Regions from separate parts of the Zea mays genome. Here region 2 is linked to region 1. A link is a contact called in public Hi-C data. All regions are on one chromosome and are shown on one strand. Each heading gives the region's core, a stretch centred on a gene start, on an enhancer-like site or on the middle of the called end of the contact. The rest is flanking DNA. Distances are from core to core; before and after follow the strand shown.

Region 1 (7,187 bases), core at 2,644-5,143:
AGCCTCCGCCGCTTCCCCGTTTGGCGTTTTTCGTAGCGCTGGACACGGTCACACGGCCGTCGTTATCGCGGTGAGGTCGGCTTGCCCACTCGTCACGCGAGATGCAGACACCATCCGGCGCAACTTTTGTACGCTAGCCTTTATAGGTTAAACTAGTGACCAAGTCACTGTGGCGTGTGGCGCTATGCGATTGTACCTGTTTTTTTTTCACACGGCCTTTTGGTCTTGATGACAGAAGGTCGTCTTCTTGGAGCCACATCTGCGATAGCATATCCTCCTTGATGCTGAGATCTGGAAACAAACCAGAGGAGATGCCAATTGGCAATAATAGCCGCGGCACCTGCAACTCCAATCAAATGGGTGTTTCTAAGGATACGGATGGTATACCATCACTGCAAAGTGCTTTTATCATAAAGAGAGTTCATGGCCGCCCTGGCACAGTAACTTCATACACTCAGTTCGTACAGCATACAAAATCAGTCCTGGTTGTCTCATCGTCAACTCATGAGCAACCACCACATACGGCAGAGAACAACTCAATGCTCAAAGCAGGCGGCCAAAACCCAGGTATTCTTATACCTCCAGTGGTACAAATCAAATCAGGGCGAGCAAGCAGACTCACATCTTCCATCGTTGCTTAGCAGTATACATCTCCCTAGGATTAGAAAGCAGTACAGGCAAAAATAGCAAGGGCTTATTCCAGGACATCTCTCAGCTACTAGTAGCTTATTACAGTACGTAGCAGCTAGCCATCTAGATCCATACAATAACCGCATATATCGAGTTATCAACACCATTCTTGTTGACCAGGAGGCTAAGGAAAGACACCAGCTTAGTCTATTTACACTCACGCAGGATACAAAGGAACCACGGATTGTGGGCAGTCCAGCCTCTTACCGGCGAGGGAGTGGTATGCAAGTATCTGAGCGTGACTATCTACACAAGGCTCCCCATCTTCCATCAGCCAACCTCCGTTCTTAGGATTGGGAGGTGTAAACTCTATGTTCCAGAAGGGCCTTGCCATGAGCATGAGGTCTCGGCCGGTTTGAGACGCTTTGTAGCCCTGAACCCATACGTACCTCAGGGAAGGCATATGTAGTATTGCAAGGGCCAGTGCTCGCTCGCTGAAGCAGCAACTCCTGAGTTCAAGCTTTCGCAGGTTTACGCAACCCAATGCGAAGCTGATCAATCCATCATCAGTTTCCCCAACATTACCGAGAAGCATGTACTGGATGTTTCCGCTGCACTGTCCAATGTAGCCGAGACCTGCATCTGAGAGCCCTCCTGGTCTCAAGTACAGAGCAAACCTCCGAAGCTTGGTGCAGCCCCTCAACAAAGCTCGGACACCATTGTCCAGTGGCAAGTCTGTTATCCTCTCTTCTCTATCAAGTAGAACAAGCCGGAAGTCGTATAGTTTTTTGCAGAATGTCCCGATAGATTCCAAGGCCCCATTGGTTATATCAGACACATAGGCAGCTATATATTCCAGCTCACGGCAACCTACGGCTATAGCCGTCAAGCCCACTTGAGAGACCCCTCCCTGCTCTTCTTGCACACCTCCTTCATCATCTCCTCGCTCTATTCTGAGCCTTTGGAGCTTCTTGCACGTATCCGCAACAACTCCTAATCCTCTATCTCCAATCACATTCCTCACCTATCGGAAAAAATATACTGTCAATTACCATGAAAAGATTGCCAATTCAGTATCTTCATAATTTACATGAGCAGGAGATGATACCGCGAGAACTAGTAAGTTCGGGCATTTTGCAATGAGCTGGCAATGGTCCTCAGTGGTGAGGAAAGTGTATTGCAAATCCAGCTTCTTTAGTATTGCAGAAAAAGGGAACATAATGGGCATTTCATTTGTTCCCATGTAAGTAAGTCCCAAGGAGCATAGTCTTGATGGAAATTTAACATTCACATACTTGCTGAGTTCCCCTTGCTCATTGAATGTCCCTCCAGCAAATTCTTCCAGTGCTGTGGCAAATTGGAAGAACTCTATCAAATCTGAAAGATCGCAGTCACTAATCTTCAATGAAATCAGTGACTTGCAGCTCTTTGCAAGAAGCTTTAGGTCAGCTGGCATCACTTCAAGCTCAGTCATGTGGAAATTCAATGTTGTCAGAACAGGACAGCAGACTGCGAGATCGTGGATCCATTCACTGCCCTTATCATCAATTTGACATTCTTCCAAAAATAAAGTCCTCAGTGATCTGATGAAATTTAGCACCACAAGTTAGTGTAATGATTTCATCACAATATTAGCAGCTATAAGGATACCAAATGGGAAAATCAAATAACAAAAGGATGCACTACAGCCTACAGGCAACTAAATGTAACCCCATTTTAGCAATCAACAAATAACAATCCCTGTCCTGACACCTAAAATCTGCATGTCAAGGGGGTGATCAGGAAACGCAAAAGCTCCTAGCAGAATACAGAAAAACGATAGACATATGCCATGTTTACATGTTGCTTGGGAATTTTGTTAGAATTTTAGAACTAGGAGAATCACAGAAGTTCAACTCAACTAGTCGATAGTATCCTTGTTTTAATTGGAATTGCATTAAATATTGCCAACAATCCATGCTACACGTAAATTTGGGGCCATTTAAAGACTCCTTTTCTGGTAGATCCATCCAAAGACAAAACACAGCCTAATCTTCAATAGCTCCCTTATTTGATTCCCTGCTCTCAGTGGTTTGCTCGATGACTCAACTTTTCTTTATAATATAATATATATCGAGTAAGGCATCGCATAATCAAATTATTGACAATCAACACCATCAATTAAACTTTCTTTTTTGGAGAAACCTGCAGCAGAAGCCACGAATTGTAATGATACAGGTTTGAAGATGCACTCCTACGACTTCTGCTTTGATCTTCTATGCTTAGGACTTAGGATTAGGAGTTAGGATGTGTAATCATTTGAGAGCAGCCAACCCAATTTTGTGCGCCAGATCTCAAGCCTGCTTTTCGGTAATAACTTTCCCCAAGGTACCACAAGTTTCTACTTGCAGAAAGTGACGCTCGGTTGGGTGCTATACTGCTATGGCTAAACCGTTACGGGGAATCAACGACTAAACAGTACCCCTTCTCCTTGCCACCATTCCCAGTAACCCCAATTCGATCTTACTTGCTCCACACCCAGATCGGAGCTAAAAAAGAGCAAGAGAATCGAGGAGTACGAGTACCTGCAGGAGCGGGCAACGAGGCGGAGTCCATGAGTGGAGAAGCCGGTGCACTTATCGAGCTTCAGCTCCTGCAGCATGTGCCCCCTGGCACGGACGAGCTCGGCGAGGTCGTCGTCTGTGACGACCATGCGTCGGAGGTGGAGCGCCTTGAGGCACTCGAGCGGCGCGGCGAGCTCGGTGATCCACGGGCGGGCGTAGGCGCCCCAGTCGTCGGGTATGAGCCCGTACATGGCCGCGCGGGGCTTCCCCTTCACCGCGAGCGACTCGAGCCGCGGGAACCGCGCGAGCAGGCGTGCCGGGGAAACGGCGTAGCAGAAGGGCACCGTCACGTGCTTCCGCGAGAGCGCGTCGACGCGGTGCCACCGGTGACACACCAGCGACGCGGCCTCCCGGTCGCGCGGGTCCTCGACGAACCCCATCACGAGTTGCAGCATCTCCTCGGGAACCCAGCCGCCGTCACCGCCGCCGATGCTCAGCGCCCGGGTCAGCCGCCGCGGCTCCGGCGCCTCCCCACCCATCGATCCCGATCGGACTGCGGACGGATCAGGCTAGCTCGCAGGCTCCGCTAGCTTTCTACCGCAGCAGCTCCACGTCGGCTCGACAACGATCTGCTCCAGCGAGGGGCGGAGACATGGGATTCCCTCCTCTGCTCCCACTCGCCCTGATTCGGTAGTGCTTGAAGCTGCAGCAAGCAGGGGTGGAGAGAATTATTGGAGGGAGAAGAGAGAGTGGAGAGGAGGACCAGGTGGGGTGGGGATTGGGGAAGCGGCGTTTACTTCAGCGCGATCCAGCTGAGGATGCCAAGCCACGTCGGCAGGGGACCGGGGTGGGGAATTTGCTCGGCGCACACGGACGCACGGCACGGACACACACTCTGTCGCCGGCGGTCTGGTGTCTAGTGTCCTGGCTCGAGTTGGACTGGCTTGGTGGAAACAATTACATAATACTGTACTACAGTTTATTTACTATAATAGTTTTTCTCTAAAAGCTATTTTTAGCTAACTTCACAGTAAACTAAAAATACTAGCTCTTTCTTTTTTTTTCTTTGCTACAATTTTCAAAAGAAAATGTTTTACCAATGTTTAATAAATAAATTTGACTCTATTGATAAAGCTGTTTTTAAAGACAAAACCAACAAAATCTAATTCATCAATGAAGCAGAACCACGGATCCGGATGCTAAGAGCAGTTGTACCATGTGAGCGTTAGATGAAGGCTATCATTGAGCCTGTTCAGTTGTGTTTATTTCTAATTACCTACTGTTGTATGCACAATGTTCCATGAAACGGCTTTTAGTCAGAACCGTTGTACTGCCATGCTGTAGAATTCAAGCGAACGGGATGATTCGGCTTGTACTTTTGAGCTACTTTAGTCATTCATAATGGTGTGTCAACATGCTATCATAAGATGATGGTGTTGGGACCCATCTTACACCAAACGCCGGAAAAAACGGTGTTCTCTGCAAGAGCGCGGATAGTCTGCGGCCCTGCACTGGACAGTCCACGACATCGCTGCAGGAGCAGCTTCTCCCTATATGCGTGTCGAACGCACCACGCCTGAGGTTTTTGAACGGTTCATGCGTGCGTAAAGAGTCTTTTTGTTGAATTATTAGATATTTTTCAGATTAAATTCTGAATATAAATCATGACCAAATCAAAAGAACTGAAGTATAAAATCAAATCAAATGATGCGTACTGATCAGACATACTGGTAAATAACGCGGGCCGGAAGCAGCAGGGTCGACGACGTCGAAGCAGCGGGGCCGATGACGTCGAAGCAGCAGGGTTCGACGACAAGATCGCGAGCAGTCGCGTAAGGACGCTTCCCAAAAACCTTATTCGCCCTCTCCCGGTGCAGGATCTCGAAGGCGAAGGGTTCCGGAGACCTGCCCTCCCGAGCGCAGATGCACGTCGGCGGTCGGGATGAAGAGAACTACGATGGCGGCGCAGTTGTGAGTAGAGGCGAAAATTAGGATGAGTTTGATGTTGGCTGCCAGGCGCCTTATATAGGGCCGAGTCCGCGAACCGATAACTATCTGTGATCCGATCTGCATGCGAACAGCCAAGCAACCAAAAAATAAAATGGCAAAAGGAAGTCGCGCCCCCGCAAGGCGAGGGGCCGGATTTCGACGGACCATTCACGAGCATGTCGTGCCCCCGCGCCCCGCCCCGCCCCGGCCTGGCCAGGCGATCGAGCGCACGTGTGGTTCTCCACACTCTCTCCTCTCATTCATGACTTGGTGAGTGAGTGTAGCCTCCATATTTAAACTAGTTTCACTCCACTTAGACTAGCAATATGGTACTAATTGTTCCACCATTTCCTAGCCATACCCATACATAGGCTTTTGAGATTTTTCTAGGATTTAATTGAATTTCTCAATTGGGCCTAGCCCATAAATCCAACAATCCCCCACCAGATCTCAAATGTTCACCTGCAGTTTTGCCACTGTTCAATAATGTTTAATATACTAGTGTTTCAGCAGAGACTGTTAAGTTGAACTTCCGCCTAGAACTCCAAGCTACACCAACCCACAACTTAGACAATGGACTATGCCTTGAATTGCAAGTTTTGTGTGAATGGTTTTCACTTAAAGCCATAACCAGTACCTGGCTACCAGTAGTCCCCTTCTCGGGTGGAGCATATACGTCGTACTCCAAGGTCTCTTCATGAGTTTACTAGAGATCACCCTGATTTCATATACTACGACGTTAGACAGTCTAACTCATATAGGTGTGTTCTTTCAAGAATGTTATGCAGGACAACATCTTCGCTAATAAAAGACAACAAAACACATTAAGGCACAAAGCCAACCTGCCTTACAACATTTGAGAGTATTGCATCTTTACTTAGAGAGGGTCAAAGGTTACTCTCCTAAATTCACCAATGGATTGTTCTTCCCAGGACCTAATTCACGGGATCTCCAATCACATAGACTGGGTTTCCACCATGGAAACTTATACAGGTCTCATACTCATCTCTCTCGATGCGATTTCTATCACATTACCTGGTAGTCCCTTTGTATACAATGAGAATATAGTTGATCTCCCTATTTTATGTGCCATATATTCATCATAACAAGAGCATACCTATAAGTAAGAGTGATTAGTTAAAATGGTACTAAAATGGAATATGCATCATGTTGATGTCTTATTTTGTGTGCATTTTGTGAAAATATAAAATAATGTAAAAAGAAATATATTAAAGTCCAAAGTGGAATTTAAAATCTAAAAAGGAATTCTAGAATTTAAGAAAAGAGAAGCACTAATAATCACCAAATGAATATTAAATAGGTAAATTACCCCTACCATGTGTAAGAGGAACATTTTATGAGAAAACAAATGTGCTAAGAAGTTTAAACTTGAATGGGAATTTAAATTATGAAGTTGAAAATTAAAAAGAAAAGAAAAGGAAAAGCAAAATATAAAAGAAAAGGGGGAAGCGCTTGAATGGGCTAGAACCTCGCTTTTGGCCCACCCATAGAAACGCACTGCGCGACCCATTGTGCCTGCACTCTCGCGCGCGCCGCTCGCATGACAGACGGGGTCCACATGTCAGACTCCTTACCCGCGCGCGCTACTACCGCAGGCACTGACCCACAGGGCCCACTGGACAGCCGTTCGTCCGTGCCCGGGCGACCAAATCGTTACGCTGCGCTGTGGGACCTGCTGGTCAGCAGTAACTCCACCTCCGCGCGCATGGCGGACCTCACCTAACCCACGTGTGCATGCCGGCGCGACCGAGAACCCCGGAGCTCCGCTGTTGACTACCATTCGTGGGTGCCGACCATTGCGGAACTCGGGGACGATATAAACCCGCGCCCCCGTCGTCCATAGGCGGTTTCGCCTAATACCAAGAATCGGAGCGGGGGAAGAAATTGAGCCGCCGCGCGATTCGTCGTTCACAAGGTCGATTGGCGACTCTGATAGTGTGCGGGCAGTGCGGGGTAGAAGTGGGTAGCTCGTCGAGGAAGCCGCGGACACAGGGGTGCCAGATT
Region 2 (7,187 bases), core at 1,698-4,197, 190 kb before region 1:
ACTCTCTCTCTTTTCCCCCTCACAACAGCGTGCGCACTCAACGGAGATTGGGGGCGAGGAGGACACCTCTTCGTGACTGTACCCCCACCTTTCTGCCTTATTGGCCGCCGTAGCTGGAAGTCTCCAGCGATCTCCACTGTAACCTCCCTTCTGGTTTGGCCAGAGCCTCTGCTGGTCGTATATCTTAAATCGAACGGCGGACAACATTTGGTGATACGTGGACACGCTGGTGTTGCTCCTTTGCTCCCCGCTCTATTATATAAGAATTTGCATTGGCTAGAACCTCTGCTGGTCGTATATCTTGAATCGAACGGCGGACAACATTTGGAGATACGTGGACACGTTGGCGTTGCTCCTTTGCTCCCTATATATGTGTACAAAATTGTATTATATAGAATATATAAAAATGCTTATTTTCCAAATATTCTCCATGATATCATTTAGGAAAGTCAGCTATATACATAATCAGTGTACATCTTTTTTCTACTTGTTACATATACTGTAACACTCTGATAATATATTAATATATGTAATCAAAACCTGCTACTTATATTCGTTTCTGACAGGGTACTGGGCTTTCAAGCACGCCCTTGCTCTACCATATAATGACAATTTAATTATGCTTTAATTAAACTTGACCAATTTTGTGTCAATAATTTTGTATCTGTAGGTGCTAGCCGCGGCGGCCTACCTCCTCCTCATCTCCCTCAAGTTCCGCCGCGTGCTGGACCTGGCGGCCACCGACCTCGCGGACGACCCTGCCGTCGCCGCCTTCTCCTCTCCGTCCTCCGCCGACCACCTGCCCCCGCCTGGGTCCGCTTCCGCCACCTCCTCCTCCTCGGCCCTGTTCCCGGTCTGCCCCTTCTGGCACCGCTACGACCGTGTGTCCCTCCCCGACCTCGCGTCCCGCAACCGCTCTGCACTCGACCGCATGGCCGACGACGCCTGGCGCTCGGCCTCACCGCCTGGGAGGACGCCGCTGCCTTCGCGAGGGACCCCTGGGCGCTGCTCCTCCAGGCTCCAGCTTCTCTGCCTCCACTTTAGACGCCGCCTCCTCCATGGTGCCTGCTGCAGGGAATTGCGGAGGCCGCAGCGTTGGTGCCGAGGAATCACGGAAGCCTCGGTGTTGGCGATGACGCGTTGTGAGAGCAAGGGAGCAGATTTCTAGCAACGCGACCTTGGGAACTGCCAACGGATGCTTCGGGAAATGGCTAGTCAAGGAGAGGCTATCTTGTATGCTGTATGCGAAGTGCGTTTGATAGCCGTTGGTATAGGATCCGGTGGCTGAGAATAAAAACGGTGACGTGGACAAACAGCGTAGCTCGTTTGCGTCACGGTTTGTATAGTAGTAACTAGTAACTGGCGCGCGCTACGCGCGCGTAGAATAATCGAAATATAACTGGTAAACATTTAGTGATGTAAGTGCTAAACTGCTAATATAGCAAGCTACGATCTTTCACATTTTTGGTCTAGCCTTACTAATCTTTGGTCAAGCCTTACTAATCTGACTTTATAGCAATGGGTTACAGTGGTACAGCAGAAGGCATGATCATCAATTAGTCTCTACTTCAGAACTCAAGAAAAAGAAGTCTACATAGAAAATAACCTTTCCTACTTCGTTTTCTTGCAACAAAGCAAGCAATTGGAGCCTCTTAAGGAAAGGCAAAGGAGAAAGTGGATCTGCATGGAGCAGCACCTCTGCTTGGGCTTGGGTTCTTGGCATGCCACATCCCTGCTCCCAAATCAAGAGCTGCTTTTGTTTGTCTTGTATTTCCTCAGATGCATTAAGCTTGTAGAATACAACACACATATCACTGAGATCACTGAGGGCAGACAAGGTTGGACTGGAAGTGAAGCACGAGAGAAGAAACATTCCTGCTCGAGCACACTACGGACAGTGCGCTCGCTTTGCCTTCATAGCTGGAGGGTATTGGAGGTCAACTTTGCAATCGACCTTTACAGCTTTGCGCACATGTTCAGTTCAATTCAGTGTTGCACCACGAGGGTAACAATGGAGGCATGCAGTGGTCAGTGGAGACGTACACTCAAATGAAAGTTTTGCCAGATCTATGAAGTTCTATCAAGTTTGCAGGCAGTTTCGCGCACCAGCAGCGTTGTGCCGGGGGTTGTCGTCGCGGGCGCGAGTGGCCTCAGGCGACGGGAGCTCGCCCAGACGTTAGGAGGAAAAAAGGAGGTCGACCGCGAGGCACGCAAGGAGGCGGTGGAGGCGTGCGACGATGGTGTTGCAGGCGTCGAGGAGCGTGATGCCGGCGTCATGTTGGACGGCGAAGACATAGCCATCACCGGAACCGGCGAGCTCTCCCCTCTCCCTCGGCGCAGGGGCAGCAAGCCCTGGAGGTGCGCGACCAGCGCCATGGCAAAATAGTGAGCCTCCCCCTTCCGCTGCGAGCTCGGCTAGGTTTGGAGTGGTGCTGCTGCTTATGGCCGAGGATCTAGATTGGGATAGTGGGGCTTGCGATGACATCTGCTGTGATGAGGAGAGGGAGGATGCAGAGGCCGGGCGGTGACGGTTGCGTCGGCGGTGTTGTGGAGAGGGAGAGAAAACCTGTGCATTGTAGGAAGGTTCAGGAAACTGTCTTTTTGTCCCTTCGAATTCGATCAGCCGTCAAAACCAAATCCTACGGTGTATTTTATTTTTGCTTACGTGGACAGGCTGAGAAGTGGCCGCTTTGTATATATAGAATTGGCGGGCGCTTGGATCTCGGGGGGCAATGTCGCCGGTGCAGCACGTAGACGTAGCACCATGAGCACATGCACATGGCCGGTGGGGAGGCGAGATGGGACCTTTCGCGGCGGCTCTGGTGTGGTGGGTACTGAGTGAGCGAGTAGTGAAGTGAGCGCCTGGGCGGGACTAGAACGGCCCAGCGGTGGCGGACTGCCCAGGTGAAGTGCACGGGCCGCGGGAGACTCTCGGAGGCCGGGGGGGAGCCACGGGCCCGCAGCAGGCAGAGACATCACTGTCGGCTTTCGCTTCATATAGGTGGGCTAACGGGCCTGCTTAATCTGTTTATGCTAAACCAAGTGGGCCAGATGCTGGTCCAGTGCCGCTACTAGTTTTTCGTTGTAGCAGGAACCGTGATGCCCGTTGTAATGTAAACCAGGTCCCTGTCAAAAAAAAGAGAAAAGATTCTACGGTTCTCCCTCGAGTAAAACCTGCGGTCAAGCTCAAATGGAACACCCGTCGAGAACACCACTACCACCAGGCATCAGATGCTCTGCTTGTGCCATGCCCTCCTTCCTCTCTTTTTCCCGGCCTCCCTCGCTTGCTCTTGTCAGCGTTTACGGCGCGCTCTATTCCCCGTAGCCGCATGCGTGGTCCAAGATGTCAAATCTGGTAGCTTGTGAGGTCACGTGACGACGGAGGCAGAGACAAAGGGGCTGTTTGGTTCAGCTTTTTTCTGACCAGCTTTTCTGAAAATCTAGCTGTGGGGAGAATCTGACTGTGGAGAAAATCTGAGTATCATTACGATTACGTGTGGAGGAAGATAAAGTTGTTCATAGAGCTCAGGATCTAGAAAGTGACGGATTCCTACTATTACAATGACTCAACCGATTATGTGTTTATGTTGATTTTAAATGGTTTTTGCCCCAACAAATTTTATAGAAGCTGGCTGAAAAGCTGAGCGTTTGGCAGTCCGCAGCAGCTTTTGGTGGCCAGAAGCTGCCAGAAGCCGAAACAAACAGGGCCAAAGCCATCCCTTCGTTACCCCCAAAGAGCAACCTCGTATCGGCAAAATTTGGGCGGCGTGCGCTTGGTTAGCGGGCCAACCGTAGCGGCAAAATTTGTTGAAGTAGCCTAGGAGGCTGTGGTTGGACGATTCGCTACGCACGCGCGTGGCGGTTCAAAGTATGAATTATTCTCTATCTCTATCTCTACTAATTATTAAGTCTACAATGTAGACCGCTCCCGCCTCAACATCCACGCCGCGAATCCCGCTCACGCCAGCCCGCACGCGGATCCAGCGCCCCTCCCCGTGGATCGCCCGCCCGCACGCGGATCCAGCGCCCCCCCCCCTCCGCCCCACGACGGCTCCCGTGCACGCGGAGCACGTCATGCCGGTTACGCGCACCTGCACCCGCCGCATGCCGGCCTCCGCCCGGTCCCCCTCCGCCTCCGGCCCCACCCCGGCCTCCTCGTCGTAGGATCCCAGCAGCGCGACCTCCTCCATCTCGTCGTCGGCGCCGCCGGTGAGCGCCATGAGCTGGAGGTGGGCCATGGCCGTCGGCGACGGGTAGGCGGGGGAAATGCTCGTGAGGGGAGCGGAAATTGTGGGGACGGGAGGTGGGACGCGCAATGACGGAAGGGAGACCGGAGACGGCTGCTGAGGGGTTGTTTGAATACGATCGTTGGATCCGGAGGGGGTTTCTGCAAATACTGCAGTAGACTGCCCCCGCCTCAACATCCACGCCGCGAATCCCGCTCACACCAGCCCGCACGCGATTCACCGCCCGCCCGCACGTGGATCCAGCCCCCCCCCCCCCCGCGATTCACCGCCCGCCCGGCTTCGTGCCCTTCCCCCGCTACTGCGACCGCGAGGAGGAGGAGGAGAAGCGACAGTGGTCGTCGGTGGCTGTCAGCGACGACGACGACCGCGAACGCCGCCGCTACAGGCACCGGCACCGCCGCCTGCGCAGCGACGACGACGACCGCCTGCCGATCCAGCCCGCTCCCAAGGTGAGTAGAATGCGGGGAGAGTTCTTGTGCGCGCGTTTGCCGAAGCTGACACTCCCGAAGACGTCGCTTGTCTTCTTCTACTCAAACGGACAAAGTAGCTACGGCTACTACAAGAGTCCTTTGTTTTTCCCCAAAGTAGCTACAGCTACTACAGCTACTCCTCTCGTCCTCCTTCCAGCCGAAAGAGTCATTTGTTCTTGTGCGAGCGGGCATCAAGGATTGCGTTGCGGTCCTTGAAGGGCCACTCGAGCGTGCAGATTTGCTTTCCGGTGGTGGCCTCCTTCGCTGCCGTGGGGTTCTTCGCAGGCAGCGATGGCGAGTGGAGGTGGGACTCCTTCGGCTGGAAGGAGGACGGGAGGATTGGGTCGGAGGATGTGAGGGAGTTATGACTGAAGCGGAGAACAATAGCCAAGCCAAGAGCATTTCTTTCCTCTATAGCTGATACACCAAGATTTGGATCGTCTAAGCCCTATAAGAAAACAAAACTGCAGATTTTAGAATCAAGCACCTGAGGTTTAGACCATGATATTAATGCGTTCTCCGGTTAAAAAGCCATCTAAACTTAGTGAAAGTCGTAATTCATTGAGGTTTAGTCATGGGCAAATTTTTTATTGACATTTAGAATCAAGCCCTGTGAGATTCATAATTTGTTTTGTGATTTTTGTCTCAGTCGCTCTTCACTTTTGTGTCAATTGGCAATATTAGCATGTTATGTGCCCATATTGTTTCTAATGGATGTTTTTATGTCCTGTTGACTTTCTTTGCTTAGTCTATAAGCTTCCCTTTGATATACTATTAATTGTACATTTTGGCATTCATCTGCAGAAGTCACTGCAGAAAGTCAATAAAGAACAAAAAGAAGACAAGCAAACTCAAGCCCTTGAAAAGAGTGTGTTTGTCGCCTAAATCAGAAGTCATACTAGAGGAAACCTCTATAGATAATGCACCCTCAACTGAGATTAAAGTGATGAATCGCCACACCATTATTCTAACAAGCGTAAGAATATTACAGTTGCCACTGAGGAAAATAGTAAAATCAAAAGTTTAAAGAAGTTCAAGAAAAATCAAGTTCTATTTCTGAAGCCTTGTCACCTAGGCTGAAGGAGGACCTTAATGATTCAGATTCAAAATCAGTGGCTAGAACTAAAAGTGATGGCAGAACTTTCATCCCATGCATTCCAGTGAAAAGTGTTATTGTGATAAAGCCTGAGAGATTGAAAAGGAAAGGAATAGGGTCTCAAGATTGTGCTTCAGACTCATGGACATCTGAAGAAGATGCAGTTCTTTGTGGAACTGTTCATGAGTATGGTCCTCTTTGGGAATTGGCAAGTGATTTTCTTCAATATTTGCCAGACAGTTCCTTGTATATGGGAAGATATCATCATCCTTGTGCATTGTTGTGAGAGATACAGAGAATTATTCTGCAAACATGGAATGCCAGCAACAGATAATTCCAAGAGTGAAAATGTTCCTTCTAGGACTGGAAAGGCTATACTTAGAGTGCCTGAGGTGAGTTGATATCTTGCCTTTACGTTCAAAAAAAGTTGCTATCTTGCCTTCCTATAACACTGCCTTGTCAAAAAGAAGCTTTGTAGTGTGCAAATTTTGACAAAGATTGACTATATTATTGTTTTTTAAAATGTATTAAATTTTATTATGATCTCCCATAATAGTTATGAGATTATGCAAGCAAACATACCATGGACAATACACTTTATTCATGGAACCCCTCAGTTTTAAGTATTTTTTTGAAAGATCTCGAACCTTTGATTCCATCTAATATTAATAACAAGAAGAAAATTGGCCTAGTTTATAGGGGAAAATGGGTTAGTTGAAGTAAAAAATTCTTGATCTTTAGCTTCTAAACTAGCCAGTTTGGGAGAAAATATGGTACAAGATATCAACTGTTGTTAGATTAGTATGACTGTGTGATGTCCAAACTAATACTTCTATGTTGTTCCCGTGACAAATTTAAAGTTTGCTGAGAGCTTGAACTCATGAATTTGAAGATGAAGCTTTGATAGTTGGATCTCGAGGCCTCTTTGAGATTATAAGTGAGCAATAGCTGACAGTCTTCGATGTGACGTTCCAGTTGGTACAACAGACTAAAATAACACATAAATTTGAAGGTTTGAATTTGCCTAAGTATATCTGGGAGTTGTCTCTGCGGTTTTTAGGAGAAATTGATTCTGTTAATCATGTGGAGAATTTGGGAATTGTCTTTTGAGATGAAATACATCAGAACCATCACAACTCGCAATGGCATTACTGCATGATTTTACTTGGGAACTTGGTATCCTTGTTGCACTTGCAGGTTTCAGTGTGAGTAGCTGAAGCATTCTTTGACCTTACAGTATTGCTGAATAAAACACTTAGCTTCTAGATTTGGGAATTTAATTGGAAACAAAATGGGTAAAATCATATCCGTTCTATCGTTAGATATTTCTTCCACGGTTAGTCTTCTAGCTCTCCCTTCCTGTTTGGTTTTTCT

The links. Hi-C and Micro-C count contacts between places; a contact is called where the count stands out from the background.
Region 2: a contact with region 1 is called in a Hi-C map of leaf, with 4 times the contacts expected there. The contact joins the enhancer-like site here to the promoter of LOC100284059 in region 1. A contact is called at or near these places in 6 of 25 Hi-C or Micro-C datasets (bundle sheath, ear, endosperm and 1 more).

What each region holds. Positions count from the first base shown.
Region 1 is chr8:98,660,074-98,667,260 of Zm-B73-REFERENCE-NAM-5.0, reverse strand. LOC100284059 (coronatine-insensitive protein 1) reads right to left here and starts at 3,893. Exons shown (of 3, transcript NM_001156957.1): 1 at 3,195-3,893; 2 at 1,739-2,213; 3 at 676-1,654. The coding sequence starts at 3,712. The coding sequence ends at 848.
Region 2 is chr8:98,849,936-98,857,122 of Zm-B73-REFERENCE-NAM-5.0, reverse strand. No RefSeq gene overlaps it. Among protein-coding and RNA genes, the nearest start is that of LOC103637126, 52 kb to the right of the region's middle. Within about 2 kb of position 2,947, at least 20 of the 20 cell types and tissues checked have an H3K27ac peak or open chromatin away from gene starts, as enhancers often do. A contact at or near this core is called in bundle sheath, ear, endosperm and 1 more, where this site is marked.